Regions from separate parts of the Mus musculus genome. Here regions 2 and 3 are each linked to region 1. Evidence: chromatin contacts called from public Hi-C data. All regions are on one chromosome and are shown on one strand. The core of a region is the stretch at or near the end of the contact, and the rest is flanking DNA. Distances in the headings are between cores, read along the strand shown. Region 1 holds the start of Rpl27a (ribosomal protein L27A). Region 2 holds the start of Arntl (aryl hydrocarbon receptor nuclear translocator-like). Region 3 holds the start of Mrpl17 (mitochondrial ribosomal protein L17).

What was found. A called contact is a pair of places that touch in the nucleus more often than the background predicts.
Region 2: a Hi-C map of CD8 T cells shows a contact between it and region 1, with 3 times the contacts expected there. The contact joins the promoter of Arntl here to the promoter of Rpl27a in region 1. A contact is called at or near these places in 2 of 484 Hi-C or Micro-C datasets (CD4 T cells and CD8 T cells).
Region 3: a Hi-C map of CD8 T cells shows a contact between it and region 1, with 9 times the contacts expected there. The contact joins the promoter of Mrpl17 here to the promoter of Rpl27a in region 1. A contact is called at or near these places in 2 of 484 Hi-C or Micro-C datasets (B cells and CD8 T cells).

Annotation. Positions count from the first base shown.
Region 1 is chr7:109,517,808-109,521,216 of GRCm38.p6, reverse strand. Rpl27a (ribosomal protein L27A) reads right to left here and starts at 2,022. Exons shown (of 5, transcript NM_011975.3): 1 at 1,995-2,022; 2 at 1,569-1,632; 3 at 1,224-1,299; 4 at 575-749. The coding sequence starts at 1,997. It overlaps Snora3 (small nucleolar RNA, H/ACA box 3), which reads right to left and starts at 1,085; the gene lies at 966-1,085.
Region 2 is chr7:113,206,056-113,209,343 of GRCm38.p6, reverse strand. It overlaps Arntl (aryl hydrocarbon receptor nuclear translocator-like), which reads right to left and starts at 1,879. Exons shown (of 20, transcript NM_007489.4): 1 at 1,700-1,879.
Region 3 is chr7:105,808,763-105,812,401 of GRCm38.p6, reverse strand. Mrpl17 (mitochondrial ribosomal protein L17) reads left to right here and starts at 1,315. Exons shown (of 3, transcript NM_025301.2): 1 at 1,315-1,594; 2 at 1,884-1,952; 3 at 2,258-3,639. The coding sequence starts at 1,421. The coding sequence ends at 2,545.

The DNA.
Region 1 (3,409 bases), core at 773-3,272:
GGCCCATGAAAGCCTCCCTGTGGTTTGGGTCTCTGCACTTAGGCTGGTGTGGTTTTTTTTTTGGGGGGGGGGGGGATGGGGGTACTTTTAACAATATAGGGCCTTAAATAATGAACACTTTAACCTGCAAAAAAAAAAAAAAAAGCCAGGATGTGCCTTAAGACCATTCTGGACCAACTATATACCTCAAAAAGCAAACCTGTTAGAAATGGAAACAAGTGGGAACCAAGCAGAGGAAGAGTTATTAGCATGTGACCAATTCAATCACCTGCAACAATTCTACTAAAATTTTCTAATAGGTAATGGCCAAATGTATATATAGGTTTGGCTTTCAAATAAGACCGTGTATTAAAGGTCCCATTAAGAGTGACAAGGCAGGCTGCTGGAGAGATGGCTCAGCTCTAAGTACTGACTGGACTTCCAGAGAGCCTGTGTTCAATTCCCAGCAACCACATGGTAGCTCACAACCATCCATACATAATGGGATCCGATGCCCTTTTCTGTTGTTTTTCTCTGAAGAGTGTTCTCATATACATAAAATCTTTTAAAACGAATGGCAAGTCAGTTCACTCACTGATCGAACAACATCAATGATGGGAGCAACTCCAGTCTTGTTTTTTGCCGCATTGACCCGTGTCTGCTCGCTGACCAATGTCCACAGTTTATCCAGGTTGACTGTTGGGCAGAAGCTCTGGTTCCTCTTCAAGTGGTAATGCCGCATACCAACTTTCCCAAAGTAACCTGGGTGACTGGGGAGGGAAGGCAACCATCTTCAGAGCCTCACTGAGAAAACTTATCTTTGTAGTTGTCTCCTAGTGAGTGTAAGTGTTCACTACTGTAAACATTGACACAGCAGGCACCAGATACAATTTTTGAACTAAAAGTCAGGTCACTCAGTAGCACCCCCACTCCTTAAAGGATTCCCTAAATAGGGTGCAACGTAACTTTGAATGGGTTAACTTGACATATGTCACTAACCTGGTGACTGACTGTGCCAGAAAGTCCACACAGCCAGTGAATAAGGTCAGCAGTTATTCTTCGAGGACTTAAGCACACTAAGGCAACAAGCAATACCTGAGCGTGACTCTAGCCTCGGACAGGTCCCCTCAGTTCAAGTGCAGCGTTTACTTGCTAAAGCTAGCCATACCAAATGGTAAGAAGCCCGTTTCCAGGGAGACACCGTCCTAACTCACCCCTTCAGCCCCCACTTCCAAAACACTCACTATTTGTCAAAGTTGATCCTGTGGTGGTGCATGCCTCCAGCATTCCCGCGGCCGCCTGGGTGCTTGCGGTGCTTACCTGTCGGCACACAAAGCAACTTGTGTGACTTATAGCTGCTCACATGCCCTTATTCCTGCTCTCAGTTTACCATCCGTTTCTAAGCCCGATTTATCAAGACTCGGGGATAGAAGGAACATTTACGGCATTTCACATCCCAGCGGCATGTGTTTAACTCTCACCCCGCTACCAACATAAAGTAGGGGAACTGCAAGTGTTTCCTTCCACCCACGGATGTCTACTTTCCAACAAAACTCCAAAGGCCAAACGCCGAGGAGGCGCACACTTACCGATGCGGCCGTGGCCGTGGCTCACGTGGCCCCGGAGTTTCCGGGTCTTCCTCAGTCTGGATGGCTGCGTGGGAAAAACAGCAAAGTGGTTAGGCCTGCTTAGAGGATGGGGAGACCGGGGAGAGGGCAGCAATGCCTGCCTGCCCGGATCAGGCCTGCACACGAGGACTTGCCTTCTGGAGCACCGGCTAAGCCGAGGCCGGGACTCAGAGCGTGCTCAGCCGCCCGGGCCCGCACGTCCACGCGATCCCAGCTCTGGTCGGAACACGCGGCCCCACGTTCCTCGCCCCACACCCGAGTGGGTCATCCCGCCCCGCAGGCTACGCCCAGCCATGGAGACCCACTAGGACCATAGCAAGCAGCTGAAAGGCTGGGAAGCAGAGCCCCGACCCTCCGCGATGGAGCGGAGGCCAAGAGAAGACCTACCATGGCGGTGGCAGAAAGGGAAAAGGGAGGAGCTCACGAAGTCTCGCGAGGTAGCAGGCGCGGGGGCGGGACCAATGCTTCATTTCCGGCCAGGAGGCCGGCTTCGGGAAGGGCTCCTGACGTCACGGCTCCCGGCGCCCGCCTCTTCCTTTCCGTGTGGATGGGCGGGGTGAACCGGTGGCGCCCGCCCCCGGAAGCCCCGGTAGCTCCTCCCTAGTCGAGCGCCGCTGCGGCCGGTCATCGTCGGAGTGCACTGTTCTTTTCTGGTGCGGTTGGTTTTTGTCTCCGGGCAGCAATGGCGGTGGCTCAGAGCATCGGCAAGACTTCCGCAGGGCCTCTGACGTCCCTTAAAGGGACACTGCCCTTCTCTTTTGCTCTGGTCCTCTCTTCATGTCCTGCCAAATTTGAACAGCCTTCTGTGCTTCAGGGATCTAGATTCTGTAACTATTTTGTATAAACATCACATTTGAATTTTCTCCAGACTCTGGCTGGTATGCTTTTACTCCCCTGGACCCGAGGTTCCCAGCCCAGCGTGCTCCTCATACAAGTATTTTCCGTGTCGACCTTCTTGGACCTGTTTTGTTACTTGTTTACTCGAACTATCACACTTGTAACTTCTAATTGCCAAGTTACATTTTTCTTCCCGATAGAGCCCAGATTCTCTAAGGGTTCAGGACTGGGCAATTTTGCTTGTTTTCCTTTTAAATCCATGAGTTCCTGGCGTGTAGCCTGCTTGCTAACAAAAGTGGTACACTTGTGCACAAGATTCTAACCCCTTAATCTGTTTTATTGTTTCTTACTTGATCCGTTAAACTAAAGAATATTCTAGTCAAAACTCTCAGAAAGCAGAGTGGGCAAATCCTGTCTGTCTGCTAGCTTCTTGCTCGGTGTTTAGTCCATTACAATCTGGGCAGTTTGACTTTAGCCACACCATTTCCTCAAGATCTTGTATTTGTTTTGAGACAGGGTCTTACTCTGAAGCCAAGGCTGGCCTTGTACCTCCTGACTGCTGGAGTTACACTCCTAATCGATTGGCTAGGCATGATGGTCTCGAACTTTCTCGTGTGGGCTGTAATAGCATATCTATGGCTGTCCTTGTTCAGCTCCTATTCAGGCAGTCCTGTTGGTGATACTATGGGTGTGGCTTCTTACACTCCTAGGACACACAATTTCACAGTAAAGCCTCTGATCTCTGGCTCTTACAGTCTTTCCCTCGCCTTAGGTGGAGGGGTTGTTTTACAGATTTATCCAGTGGGACTGGACTTCACACCTCTGCATTTTGATTGGTTATAGCTTTCTATATCAGTTTCTTTCTGCCTGTTGCAAAGAGAGCTTTCTTTGAGGGCTGAGGACTACCATTTTCTGTTATAAGGACAAATATTAGAACTACCCATGCCTTCACTGCTAGTATCCCA
Region 2 (3,288 bases), core at 630-3,129, 3.7 Mb before region 1:
CAACAACCCATTTTAAAAGACTTAGCAATAATATAAACCCAGGAACAAAGAATAAACTTAAGGATTACATTTTGTATTTAAAAATATATCTATATATATATTGGAACTTCACTGGTATGGGAATCAAATTTAACAGCAGCGAACCATCCTCCCCTCTTTCTTGCAAGCACAGGGAGCCTGAGATTATTCAAAACTGCTCAAGAGCAGCAATGATTATTTTAAGCTCATGATTCAACTAGTACATTAATTAGAAAATCCACCAACCCAAATTGACAGATCCTGGTATCAATGGGAACTTAAGAATAAAAATAATAGTTGTTAAGTAAAAATAGATTGAAAGAGGGCACAGCAGCAAATGTGAAAAGGAAAAATGACAAGCAAGAGCAGTAGGAAAAAAAGCATTTAATGATCAGTTTTCCTGGACATAAAAACAAAACCCACAACGAAGATCTTGGCAATACTGGTACTGTCAAAAAGTAATTGGTCGTGATTACAGTCTCTGATTTTTGGAAGTTAGGTGAGAAAACTTGATTAATGATTTCTTACTTTAAAAGTAGCAACTTAAGACAGGAGAGGAGCCAGATCTCAAGGGGTCAGAGGGTCAAAACTAGGCTAAATGTAGGGAAAGGACTGGAGAAGGTGCACCCCGAACAGGTAAGGGGCGATCATGTCAGCTTGGCCAGCGCAACTCTGACAGACACACACACCGGTGTCCAACGCACTCATTTCCGAACACAACCCGCTACGCGACCCCGGGGATGGCTTCCATGTGCGCCCCGAGTCTGCCTAAAATTCTATCTTTGACTTCTCCCTGCAAACCCGAGCACCCCAAGCTGTCTACACTGGGGTAATCTCCAGTGGAAACCTTCCTCTTCCCCGATTATCTGTCAAACCCGCATCGGAGTGAAGCCTCTGCTGCGCACTCCTTGGGTCTCTGACGCCTACCGGGCACAGGGCACAGTCCCCACGCCATCGGGTACCTACTCCCAGACCCAACGGGGAAGACACATCCTCCAGGACCACCCAGGTACCGGACAGCGCAGGCCCGACGGCTGTCCGTGGGCCTGGTCCAAGCCAGCCAGGGGATTCCCGGGGTCCGCGCCAGCCCCAAGACAGGCCATAGGGACGTACCAGTACGGACTCCCCGACTTGACGGAGACGCCCTCCCCGCCCCCACCCGGCTCCCGAGGGAGAAGTGTAGAAGGGTTGACCAGGCAAGCGCCGCATAGCATCGTTCTGCCCGCGTCCCGGCCATCTCCTCGGGGATCCAGAAGCTCCCGGGGATGTATCCCGGAGCTCTTCCCAGGTTCGGGTCATTGCTGCCACCCGGTACTGCTGTCTCTTTAAGAGGCCGCTGGCCGCCCCCTCCCGAGCCAGGTGGTGATGCCCGCGCGGGGAAGGTGGGCGCACCCGCTGACAGCGTCCCAGGGTCCCCCCAGTCCTCCCCCGCCCGCTGTGCAGCCCAGGCGGGGAAGATGGGGGTGCGCGGGAGCGGCGCCTTTAAGGGGCGCAGCCTCCCCGAGGCTAGGTGGGGGCTGGGAGCCGCACGGGCCCTTTAAGGCCGGCAGCGGGCACGTCGGGCAGGGCTCCCGGCGGCCCGGCTGCGCCGCGGGCGGGGGCGGTGCGCCCGCCCGGGAACTCGCGACCCCCGACGGGACGCCCCGAGACGGCTGCTGCCCGCAGCCATGCCGACACTCACCGTGGCTCGCTGCGAGCGCCCGCGCCCGCACCCGCACTCGGATCCCGCGGCGGCGGCGGCGGCAAGTCCGGCGCGGGTAAACAGGCACCTCCGTCCCTGACCTACTTTCTGCCTTCCCTAAATGTCGCACCACTAACCTACTTTCCGACCAATCCGCTCCCCGCCGGCCCAGGCCCGGCCCCCCGCCCACCAATCGCTGTGCCCAACCCCCCTTCCCCGCCCACCAATGGAGGAGCCGCGCAGCCCGGATACCTGCCTCTTCCCGTTAGCCAATCAGAGAGAGCGAACGGAGTTGTCTTGGCGGACAACCCAAACCAATTCGCGTTCTGCTCTGCGTTAGGCTAGCCAATCGAGTGACCGATAGGAAAGCCTCTGACCAATGGCAAGACGGCAGGGCTGGTTTACCTGCTACTTTCCCTTCACCAATCATTTGGCGCACAGAAGCACACGCCCCGAGGAGTGGACCAATTGGCACGCTCTGTGGATTTCTTGCCCCAGCCCTCGGTTTTCCCCCTCAGGTCTAAAGCTCGCTGAGGCCACTGCGTTGCGGACTCTGCGAGCTCGCCGTTGTCCCCTGCTCCTCAGCCGCGTCCCTGGCTAGTGACTGCCTCTCAGCTCTCCCTCCTCCTCCGTCCCCTTCCTGGCTCGCAGAACACTGAGAAAACGCCGCATCTCTTCGCCCATCCCTCTCCAGCTCCATCTAGGAAACCACATTTTAGGAACACAGAGTGACAGAACCTTCCTGAAACCCCTGGCTTGTCCTAGTCGGAACCACAGCGCTAATAGCTAGCGCATTTAGAAGACTTTTCCTTCCGACGACTAACCGGATCGCGCGTTCTTTTTTTTTTTTTTTTTTTTTTTCTCTTGACCTCCAAGCGTCCAGTGGAGCTGTCATTCCCGATCGGAAGAGAAGTCTCCCGGGGGTGGTGGCGTAGTCTGTAATTCCAACCCTCAAGAAGCTGAGGCAGGGGCATAATCGCGAGTACTGAGCTAGCCGGGGCCACAGGGTGAGACCTGAGCAAGATTCTATTACATGTTATGGACATGGCCCTAGCAAATGTACTTTGCAAAAGTATCAAAGGAGCGGGAAAGAAAGAAAAGTTGCAAAGTTGTTTGTTTGGGTGGTTAGTTGTTCTGTTGTAGCCCTAGCTATCCTGGAACTCCTGTAGATCATCAAGCTGGCTTTGAATCCAATTCACAGAGATCCGCCTGCTTTTGCCTCCCGAGGCACCACCTGCTCAGAGATTTATTTATTTATTTTTAAAGAAAGAGACAGAGAGAGGGGAGGAAGAGGAGGGAGGGAGAAATAGAGAGAGAGGGGGAGAGGGAAAGAAGTTGTCTTGTTTCTACCTTCAAACAACTGGCAAACCTTCTAAATGTTAAACTTCCTGATAGCAAGGCCACTTCGTCCTTTTTGAACCATGTGTGCTCCCTCCCCTTTAGCATGTGCTGGAGGGGCCTGGGTGGGGTGTTGGGGATAGGGCTGACACCCAGAAAGTACTCTGCAAATGTGGGCTGGATCCATGAACAAATGGGATCAAAACACTCGACTCACTTATGTGAAGTGGACCAGCTCGTGTGACTATAGA
Region 3 (3,639 bases), core at 66-2,565, 3.7 Mb after region 1:
GAGCAATGGAAGGGAACACACACACACACAAACACACAGAACTTTTTTTTTAAGAAAAAGTATTCATCCACCCAGAGACCTAGGGAAGAACCAAACTGTAGTGCCGAAAATAAATAAAAAAAATTCAATGAGATGGTTCCTAGTGATATTCTGCTAGATTCATAGATTGGTGCCTAACTCAGTCGTCATCAGAGAGGCTGCCTCTTGCAGCTGATGGGAGATGTAGAGGCCCACTGACAAACATTAAGAGGAGAAAGAACCTGGGTTGGAGGCCTACATAAGGTCCCGCCCCTTGGAGCTCGGGAAACCCAGCAGAAGACAAGGAAGAATAATTGTGGGAGCCAGAGGGGTCGAACACAGGTGAGGACAGCCTGTAGAATCAACTGAGCAGGGCTTATGGAAGCTCAAAGAAGGGGCAATCATGGAGCCCTCAAGGTTCTGCCCTAGGTTGTCTGCAAATGTGTTATAGTTTGTTGGCTTGGTTTTTTGGGAGGACTCCTAATAGTGGGAGATGGGATGTCTCTGACTTTTTTGCCTGCTCTTGGGACTCTTTTCCTCCTAGTGAGTTTCCTTGTCCACACTTGATGTTAGGGTTTGTGCCTGGTTTTTGTTTTTTTGTTGGTTGTTGTTGTTGTTTGTTTGTTTTTTGCCCCACCCCCTTGTGCCTGGTTTTATTGTGCTTTGGTTGATGTCCCTAGGAGGTCTGCTCTTTTCTAGGGGGAGAAAGGGGAGAAAGGAGAGTGGGGGCTGGGAGGAGTGATGGGAGAGGAGGCTGCAGTCTGGGTATATTGTATGAGAAAAGAATAATTTTTTTTTTTTAAATGTCAGGTATTTGTCCATTACTTTAGCTTTTAGTGCTAACTTAGGTTTTTATTTATGTCAATAAAAGAACATAATACCTGCAGCTTTCCTGGACATAATTTATCTCACTATCACTAATAAAGACTGGGTTTAAACTGGCATCGTCACAAAACCAGCCAGGACTGCAACTCCTCAGGCAAGAGCGCCACATTCCACCACAGGCCCACCCCTCTGACGCAGTTCTCCTCAGGTACTCACTTTCCCGGCATGCTCCGCCCGGAAGGCGCCTCCTCCAAGAACGCCCCAGCCAGCCGACGCAGTGCAAGAGAAACCCGGCAGGGGGCGCCGAGATCCCAGTTCGCCACAGAGCACCGCAGACCTTGAGGCCCGCCCAGCTCGTCGCTCCAGAAACGTCAACACGTCGGGCCGCCCTCCCTCAGACTGCCAGCTAGGCAGGCTCTGATGCGCACGCGCAAACGCGGTAGCCACGCGCCGAGTTACTGCGCATGCGTCCTCTGAGACGTGCCTCCGCCCCTCTGCTCCCCCTCTCCCCGCGCGCGCACACACAGCTCGGAGTTTCCCTTTCCGGGCCCCCGAGAGGAGGGGCTGAGGTGAGAGCATGAGGTTGTCGCTGGCTGCCGCTATCTCCCACGGCCGCGTCTACCGCCGCCTGGGCCTGGGTCCGGAGTCCCGCATCCATCTGCTGCGGAACTTGCTCACGGGCCTAGTTCGCCACGAACGCATCGAGGCGACATGGGCACGCGCGGACGAGATGAGGGGCTACGCGGAGAAGGTGAGAGCCAAGCTATTCACCGCCGGGTCCAGCCTCAGACCGCCGCTCTGGCCGTGTGTGGGGAGTAGGGCCACGCTGGGAGAACTTTCCACGGTAGCGAATTCCCGTGTGGCACTCAGCTGAACGCGTCACTCCTGCGCAGCAAATGGAAGGCTGGTTGGGGCTCCGAAGGAAGGAGCGCCCAGAATTAGCTTAGCTGGTGGGATGGTTGGATGAAGGTAAGACAGAAGAGTAAGGTGGGCGCCTCGGTTCTTGACTCGTCTTGCATCCATGTGTTTTGTCCTCACAGCTCATCGATTATGGAAAGCTGGGCGACACCAACGAACGAGCCATGCGTATGGCTGACTTCTGGCTCACAGTGAGTGCTCCCTACCTGCTAGTGAGGAAGGAATCCTTAGAGAACCGGGTACCTGGCAGATTGAAGGCAGGGCATTCTTTTATGTACCAGACTTGCGAACTACCTTAGACACGTATTTCTCTTATTTGACTTGGGTAAAATGAGCATCCGCATAACTTCCTGTAAGTGTTTCTGTGTAACTTGGTACCTGAATGGGTGGTGGGAAAGCCTGTGAAGATGGTTTTGAACCCTACCTCTGGGAATAATCTATAGTTAAATGCCTCTACAGTTGTGACTATTTTTTCTGATTAACTCTCCCCATCTAGGAGAAGGACTTGATCCCAAAGCTGTTTAAAGTGCTAGCGCCTCGGTTCCAAGGTCAGAATGGGAACTACACAAGAATGCTACAGATCCCGAATCGGAAGGAGCAAGATCGGGCCAAGATGGCGGTGATAGAATATAAAGGGAACTACCTCCCTCCCCTGCCTCTGCCTCACAGAGACAGCAACCTTACTCTCCTAAACCAGCTGCTCCTGGGACTGCAGCAGGACCTGCACCATAACCAGGACGCAAGCCTCCACAGCTCCTGTACAGTTCAAACACCAAAGACTTAACTGGAGCTGGAGAGTGGTGCATAGGTGTGGTGCCCGTGTTCGTGGGTCTTGGAGCTCGTGTAGTGTGTGAGGCCTGGAAGTAGCATTGTAAAGCCCCCTCATAATGAGACCCAGACCTCCCTGCTGACTCACACGATCCTCTTTGCACAGAAGATAAAAGTCTTAATATGAATATAAGATATTGACTTTCTTGTCCTTCCCTAGGATTTATGGAAAGTAAGAGGCATCCAGATGCTCAGCCTCCTAAGACAGTAAATTCACAACTTAGGTTCTAAATTCTAGGTCTAGTTTTGCTTGTTTGTTGGAGGGGAGGGGATCTTGCTGTGTAATCCAGACTATATCCACCATGCAGCAGTCCTCCTGTCCCTGTGTTCCCAAGTGTTCACCACCACACAGTGCCAGTTTGCTTTGGTTTTGTTTTTTCTGAGACAGTTTCTTTGACTGTCTTAGAACTCTGTTTGTAGACCAGGTTGGCCTTGAACTAAGCGATCCACCTGCCTCTGCCTCCTCAGTACTAGGATTAAAGGTATGGGGCACTACCTCCTGGCTCAGTTTGCTTATCTCAACACTAATTTAGATGGGCCCTGTACCTCTTGATTCCAAACCATCTTCCTATGGTGACTGGCTGACGTCCAGCATAGAGACCCACCGTTGGAATTCCTTTTTTGCTTTTATAAGTTATACATGAGAATCTTTATGAATCCTATGAGACTAGGTTTCACCTTGGCATCTTCATACATATCTACCAATGTCTTTTGACCATGCTTACCACCACATGCATGCACCCTATTGTCCTGCCTATTTCAACTAGTCCCCCTTCCACTTGATGTCTTTTTATGTGTGTGATTATGTCCTGGCGAGTTTCATTAGTCCTGCTTACAGGAGCATGTGTGTGTCTTACCAATGGCTGTACCACTGTCTGTCCATCCACAAAGGAGGGTGCAGCCGCCTGAGCTTCTAACCCCCTTCTTAACAGGATTTTGACAGGCTACTATGAGAGCAAGCATTCAGTCCCAAGAGATTGCTTCCTGATAACTAGCTGTGTGAGCCTCTGTACAGGAATCTTCAAATAACATGGTACCCCTAAAACTGAG